Regions from separate parts of the Mus musculus genome. Here region 2 is linked to region 1. A link is a contact called in public HiChIP or PLAC-seq data. All regions are on one chromosome and are shown on one strand. The core of a region is the stretch at or near the end of the contact, and the rest is flanking DNA. Distances in the headings are between cores, read along the strand shown. Region 1 holds the start of Fry (FRY microtubule binding protein). Region 2 overlaps Fry (FRY microtubule binding protein).

Region 1 (3,674 bases), core at 28-2,527:
AAAATGAACTCATCACTGAAGTATGCATGTGAATTAGGGAGACCTCAGTCTGATGAAGGATTTCAGGAAGCTGAAGCATTGAGTATAGGAGTGTATCCTGTACTGTATCCATATCCACATTCACAGGTAAACCAGGACATTTCTAGAAGTGGCATTTAATTGGTTTTTAAAGTTCTTTGCTAGAAAAAAAAAAAGTATACTGTCCTTTCGTTTCTCGAATGAATTAGGAGAGGAACTAGGAAGTCTTGTTTGTGTGTTGGCTGGAGGACGGAATTTGTACGTTTGTGTGCCCGGGCGGGGGGGAGGGGGGCGGCGGCGTTAAATAATTACTACATTATAATTCATTCTATTGGAAACTTCCAGTCATAGATATGCTGAGGAAAAGAGGGCCCAGTGGCTTTCGAAATGGCTGGTCAAACCTCACCTGACAGAGGTTCCATCGTTGTCAAAATACAATTCTCTTATTTAATCCCTCCACTAAGCCTATTAGTTGTGAGAAACAAAGCCGACTGAAATCAGGACACATGATACCAAGAATTAAGGAGAAGGCAGGCGCCTAATGCCTTTGCATCCTAGCTCCTTCGTGCTTATGAAATAAGGTGTGTTGGTCTGTGTGAGTCTTAGAAATGACAACATGAAGAAACCGGTCCATGGTGGAATCCGGGCGTTCGCTAGGCAAGCCGACTAAGCATGTGTTCCTTCCCTTCAGGCTTTGAGGCTAGGGTGCCCCTCAAAAAGCCTGTATTGCACAAAATGCGGATCCCCGTCTGCACATCCCAGAGAAGGAAGGAAAGGCCAGGCAGGCAGGCGTCTGGCTTCTCGGTTGCAGCGATGACAGAATCCCCCCCCCCCCCCCCATACACACACACACACACACACATACACACACACACACACACACACACACTCACACACCCCTCCCCAAACGCCGCTGCTTCCAAATGCAAGGGTGCAGCTGGCTTACCGCAGAGTGCCGCAGTTGAGTGTTTTCAGGGACAGACACAAGGGGAAATCGCAGCCCGAGCACACCCCGGGCTGCCGCCTGCCAACCTTTCTGCACCGAGGAGCCTCAGGCAGCTGGCAAATTCCTAGTCCCTCCCCTAGCGAGCTGGGAGGTGGAAGCTGGGTGGGAGCTCAGGTTGAGAAAGGAAGGGGCTGGGGGCGGGGCTTCAGTCCATCCCTCAGCGGGGGGCTGCAGGGTGGGCAGCCAGGAGGCCCAGACATCTGTCCACCCGGGTGCAGCAGCAGCTCACAGTGCGGGTGGGGACTCTGCCACCATACCTGGCTGTGGCTGAGCATGTGGGCGGCCGCAGGCAGTAGGCAGGCATTGCTGCTTATGTCAGCTCTGAAATGAAAGCGGCTGAGGCCTCTGCCTCTGAAGGCTTGCAAGGGAGATCAGCACCCAGCAAATAAGAAGCCAGCCCTGGCCCCGGAGGAGGAGGAAGAGGAGAAGAGGTTGAGCATCCCTCTCCCGGTGTCCTTTAAATGAGGAGCGTGGCCGTTTGCTTCTGACCCTCGCTTACATCACTAACCTGTGACAGGCACATCTCCACGCCCGGTACCTGCTCCTCCAACTGCAGCTTCTAGTCCTAGGGGCTTCTTTGTATGAGGCAGACATGGCCAGCCAGCAGGATTCCGGCTTCTTTGAAATCAGTATCAAATATTTACTGAAATCCTGGAGTAACGGTGAGTGATAGAAAATATATATATATATAATTTTTTTTTTGGTTTTGTTTTCTGGATGCTGCTAAGGTTGGAGCAATCATATCTCAACTGGACACATATGTTTGTGAGCTGAGGAAGTTTCTCTCTCTCTCTCTCTCTCTCTCCATCTGCTGTGAAAATCAAAAACGTCAGTGTCTGAACTATCCCTGCTCAACTTTGAAGGCTGCAATAAAATTAATAGATTTTTTTTTCCTTAGAATTTCCAGAGATGCGGCCCTTCTGACTCTGGGGAGGGCAGGTTCGGCATGCCAGGCTGCATTGCCTGCCTGGTGTTTGTTTGCTGTGTTCAGGCTTCATCTAAATATTTTGTGAAGTGCAGCTTAGCCGAAGGGGTGTGGCAGGGTAGAGAGTACTTTGTAATTGTCTTATTAACAATTATTGTATTATTGACAATTATTGTAATTGTCTGAAGAGGGAAAACGACTTGGAAGTCCAAAACCTAAGACTCATCTTTGTTAGGCACAAACTGGTCTGCAGATCCATTTGGTCTATCCCTGGTACCTGTGCATGGTGTTCAGAAGGCTGTTTATCTGTTCCAGCTTCTAGAGGTCTTAGTTGCTCTAGTACAAGCGTGCTTCTGAAATGTAAACAAGTATGGGTCTGACCCAGATGGTTCCTTAGGCTATAAAAATATCATGGTTCTGAAGTTGCATTTCGGACCTATATAAAAATTGTTAGCAATTCACTATTTCAAAAAGGCAACCTCTAAGCCATCCTGGGTCTGGGTTAGAAATCAGAATGAGGCCTTTCAGATGTTCAGGGATACCTTGCATTTTTCTGCACACTTTAAAAACAGAGTCTTATTGATGCATCTGCTTTTGTGCTGATTTTGTGCCAAATGACTGACAGATCTTTTAGACGCTCTCGACTGTTTTGCATTAAAATTTTGTTTCTAAAAATTATTTTCTATATTTTATTGGGTATATACTAATTAACCTACCTGGAACCCTGAGGGGTACCGAACGTATCCTCCACGAATGACCTGTAGCTAAAAATCCTTTTTATGTAAACAAACCTAGGCAAGAGAACTTGGGCTAGATTGTTTTGAGAAAGCTGAAGCGCCTGTCCAAAGATATTTGGGGGTTGCATCTGTGGATGATCTCCACAGAAGCCATTTTCCCCAGCTCAGGGAGCCCCACTGTGCACTAGGGGGCTTGTCTGGAGTGTTTCTGTACAAGCGGGAGGCCATTTGGGAGTAGTGCTGCTGCTTTGTTGAAGCCATAAATCTTTTAACTTGGGTTCATTTTCCGGATACTCCATACTCACAGACTCACATACGAATCTTCCTTTGTCTGGTGACCCTCTGATTAATGAAAATAATTTGACAGACTGGACACTCCAGAGAGCAGTTTATCTCAATGGAAAAACAAACAACCAAACAACAAAATCCCCCGCTTACAAGTGTGACATCAGGATGTGGATTTTAAGCTTGTTTGACGAGTCCACAGCCTGCTTCTTTCTATCCGGTTTTGCCGTGCCTCACTCAGGATGGGAAATTATGCTTTATGTTGTACAATACCTAGAGGGATTTCTCTAAAATCTTCTCTTCTTGTCTGTCTTCCAAGGACAGGTAACCGCTTCACCTTCTTTAAACTCCTTACTTTCTCCCAGCATCCCCACACCAAGAAATGACTCAAAATTATTGTCCATCTCAACTTTGAGAGTATCTGTGACATAATTTCAAATCCTCCCAGTTCATTCAGGAAAGATTTACTGAGTACCCTGCTACATGCCAGGCTGTGGGGTATGTGGAAGAGACAATTACGACAGAGCCCCGAGCAGGTGTCCTAATTCCTTTATTTCGAGAGACTGAAGGTGGTAATTATCCAAGTGTTCTTGAGGGTGGGGCAGGTCTGGATGGTTTATACCCCTTTCTTAAAAGAGGAAAGGGAGTCTCGCACTAGCTGCCTATCCCCTTTGGAGCTTGTTGTAACTCTTACCTGCGCCCA
Region 2 (3,880 bases), core at 129-2,628, 130 kb after region 1:
AGTTCTGTCTGGCTCAGCTTCCTAAATTCTGGGATTAAAGACATGCATTCCCAGGCTATAACAGAATTCTTTTTAAAATCTTAAGTAAACCACCTTTTAAGATTGCATTTCTTGTTATTTTCTGTGCACAAGTATTTTCCACCCAAGCACGTGTACCATGTACATTCAGGGTCCTTGCGAGCCAGAAGAAGTCATTAAATCTGCTGGCACTGGAGTTGCAGGCAGTCGTGAACTGCCGTGTGGGTGCTGGGAACTGAACCTGGGTCTTTTCTGCTGCTTCTTTTTTTTTAAACTTTATTTCCAAATTTCATACTGTATTTCCATACAACACTCTCTTGGCTCCAATCCATACCCCCCCAATTTCACTATCTTCTCTTTTTAAACACACACACACATATATATATACATACACACATAAACATACATATGATACACACACACATATAATATATATAGTGTGAAAGTCCAGCCTACTAGTCCATTTAGTATTGCTAATATGCATGTGCTTAGGGCTGACCGTTTAGGATCAGATAACCTATGGGAGATTTGTGTATAGAGAAGACTAATTATCTTTCTCAACAGCCGTTAACTACCTGTAGCTCTCTACCAGGGGTGGGGCCTTGTGGAACTTCCCAGCCACGCTGGACTATCAGCTGGTATTGTCACTGTGTAACCATATTGTGAGATTTATGGGCACAGTGGCATCTTTAATCTAGTAGAAGCAAATCCTATATTCTGACAGTGACAGAAGAGACCACTTCTAAGTTCCTAAATGACCCCACTTTACCAAGAATTTTAAGATTAATTTGGTTGTGGGTCATTCCTCTCAGCATCTGACATACATCTAATTAAGAAGCTGCCACACATAGAGAATAAACTAGAAAACGTAATACATCCTCTTTAAAACATCATGACGCCAAAACAAACACCTTGGTTTCGATGGTGGCGGAAGAAAATGTGGCCTCCCAAGATAAGAGGCAAGGCTGCACTGCACATGGGAAGCATGGGGTACAGGGCTTGTCTACTGTGTGTTTTCTTTGGACTAAAATTCAATCACAGGCCACGTTGTCAGCTATCCTGGTAAGCCAGTGACCTCAAATAAGATCATTTTAGTGTCCCAGCGAGGTATGTTCCTGCAGGCAGGGCTCCTGCCCCTTAAGCTTATCCCAGAAGTGTGAGTGTCTCCGAGACTAATATACAGTACTGGCATTTAGATTCTGGAGTATGAGCAAGTATTTGAAACTGGAGCTTTAATTATCTTGCGCTGGAAATCAAAAGTCTGTCTATCCTCGGGACCAAAGGGTTGTTTTAGTCCCTGCCTTCTCTTTCCTGTCTCTGTGAGAAAACTGTTATCACTGTCTGGCAGGCTGCTCTGCTTCATGTCCTGGGATGAAGGTTGTGGGGACGGTGGGAAGGACACGTTTCCCATGGGGTATAACTGGCTCCTCCTTTGTACAGGACGATGACAGGCCAATGATTGATGTCATGGATCAGCTGAGTTCTTCCATTCTTGAAAGCTTCATTCATGTGGCAGTTTCAGATTCGGTAAGCAGACGTGTGGTCCCCAATGCTATCTGATGTCAGTTATAAATCCTGAGCCTCTCTCTCAAAACAGAGCCAAATAAAAACCCTATGTGTCAAGCCTCTCAAGGCAGATTAATAACCTGAGACCCAGATACCTAAGAAAGAAAGATTAGCTTTTCAAAAAATAGCACAGGACAGGTCTGAAAAAAAAATTTCATACAAAATTTGAACTTTCAAATATTTTTGAAAACTTCAATTTCAAATAACTAGCCTTAAATTGTTATTTTTAATACATAATCTTTGTTTAATTTTGTACTTAATATTTTGTATTACAGCAGTCTCAATACATAAGTTCCACTATGTGTTACTTTATAGTTCCCAGGATGGTTTTATTTTTAGTACCTTTGACCCTCACAGTTATTAAAACTCAGAAGCATTAAGCCAGGGGTTAGCTCAGGGCACAACACTTTGTTTTTCAAGATGGGTTTCTCTGTGTAGCCCTAGCTAACCTGGAACTTGCTCTGTAGACCAGGCTGGCCTAGAACTTAGAGATCTCCCTGCCTCTGCCTCCTGCATGCTGGGATCAAAGGCCCCGGTGACCCTTAAGAAACCTAAAACTAGACCCAGGAATGGAACCTTGAGCCTGTGGTGTGTGGTACAAATGCCTTTAACCTGAGCACTTGGGAAGCAGAGGCGAGTGAATCTCTGAGTTCTAGGCCACCCTGCTCTATATAGTGAGAGCTCGTCTCAAAAAAAAAAAAAAAGAAGAAGGAGGAGGAGGAGGAAAAGGATCTACAACCTAAGATGACAAGTATTTAGAACATGGCAGATTTTTTACCACAGTACTAGCTAAATGTAAGCCTCTAGCTGCATACGCTAACAGACATCCTCCTGCCTCTGCCTCGCTGGGAAAGCGTGTGTCACCACTACCCAGCTTAGCTATCTATCCTTTAAAACAGAAAAGTCCAGTGAGCAGTCTTGGATTCATTCCAGCTCCACAAACAGGGAAGTCTGCGGGGAGGGGGGGGGGGTCACTGAAGAACACACTTAGCTGGTACTTAGCACTGATGCCTGTCACATATGCAAATGACTGCATTGTGGAATCTGTAAACTTTCCACAGACTTTCATGACACAGAACACAAAATGCTAATTTTGGGCAATCACAATCACGATAATCACTAAGGCCATTGGCCAGGCACAGTCAGAATAAAGACGTATACGTTCTCTTATGTTACAGTTGTCAGAACCCGACGTGGAAGGGCTCCTATAGTTCTTATACATGCACATCTGCCTTTCCTGTAGATGACTGTCATATATCCTCATTTTCTTCTGTATTTGCTAGACTCAGATCCTAAGCATGTCACCAGGTCAGCATCCTGCACTCTGTTCAGCAGGTGAGCACGCACAGGCGTTGGATTTCTGTACCCATCTGATTCACAAAGACTATCAGGAGAGATTACTTACAGCTGCTTAGTCATGAATGCAGGAGATGTCTGTCTCTAGAGTCAGTGATCTCCCCAGAACCCAGGTTTAGGGAGACCACTTGATAGGATCTCATCTCCCTGGCTCTGAAAGTCCAGTTCTGCCCCCTTCCAGCCCAGTGACTTATGAAGGCCAAACAGATCTGTAACATTTACCTAGGGGAGTTCATGGCCCTAGCAGGTGAAATAGAACACTCAATAAATGCCTAACTAATGGCTCGCAGTCTTGGCACATGTCTTTAATCCCAGCACTCAGGAGTCAGAGGCAGGAGAATCTCTGAATTCGAGGCCAGCCTGGTCTACAGAGTGAGTTCCAAGACAGCCAGGGCTACACAGAGAAACCCTGCCTCGAAAAATATAAATACATACATACATACATACCTAACAAAAGAGCAAGCATCCCCCCCACCCCTGCTTTGGAACAATGGATATGCTGTTTGAAAACTGGTATTGCCTAAATATTGATGTGGATACTTAAAAGACAACAAAGTGAGAGAACTTATCAATTCACACATATATATTTTAAGAGAAGTTTTGAAGTACATTGGCTTGATATCGTAGGGACAGATAAGGTATCCTCTTAAAAATCATCGCTGGGATCCCTTCATACAAGGGAAAGTAAGTGTTCAGGTGTTTTCTAAAGCCCCGGCAAAGTGTTTCAGTGCAAGTAAAGACACGCACACATCACACAAACAAATCACAGGAGCAAAGGCACAGTTATGGATCCCACACGTGGTTTGCGTGTTAGGGAGATTATTGCTCCATGGTGAAGAACACTTACTTCCAGAAGTTCAGAGTTTGGATTCTCAGCACCCACATGGTGGCTGTACAGGCTGGTTTTGTGTCAACTTGACACAGGCTGGAGTTATCACAG

What was found. HiChIP or PLAC-seq counts read pairs in DNA pulled down with a chosen protein or histone mark.
Region 2: an H3K27ac HiChIP or PLAC-seq map of heart atrium shows a contact between it and region 1, with 5 times the contacts expected there. The contact joins the enhancer-like site here to the promoter of Fry in region 1. A contact is called at or near these places in 2 of 484 Hi-C or Micro-C datasets (both in embryonic stem cells), 6 of 115 datasets of contacts at active chromatin or transcription factors (embryonic forebrain, embryonic stem cells, forebrain and 3 more) and 4 of 9 other capture datasets (adipose tissue, embryonic stem cells, liver and 1 more).

The regions. Positions count from the first base shown.
Region 1 is chr5:150,258,653-150,262,326 of GRCm38.p6, forward strand. Fry (FRY microtubule binding protein) reads left to right here and starts at 1,278. Exons shown (of 61, transcript NM_172887.2): 1 at 1,278-1,686. The coding sequence starts at 1,617.
Region 2 is chr5:150,389,178-150,393,057 of GRCm38.p6, forward strand. It overlaps Fry (FRY microtubule binding protein), which reads left to right. Exons shown (of 61, transcript NM_172887.2): 20 at 1,459-1,545. Among named protein-coding and RNA genes, the nearest start is that of Gm36299, 16 kb to the right of the region's middle. Within about 2 kb of position 1,379, at least 21 of the 459 cell types and tissues checked have an H3K27ac peak or open chromatin away from gene starts, as enhancers often do. A contact at or near this core is called in heart atrium, where this site is marked.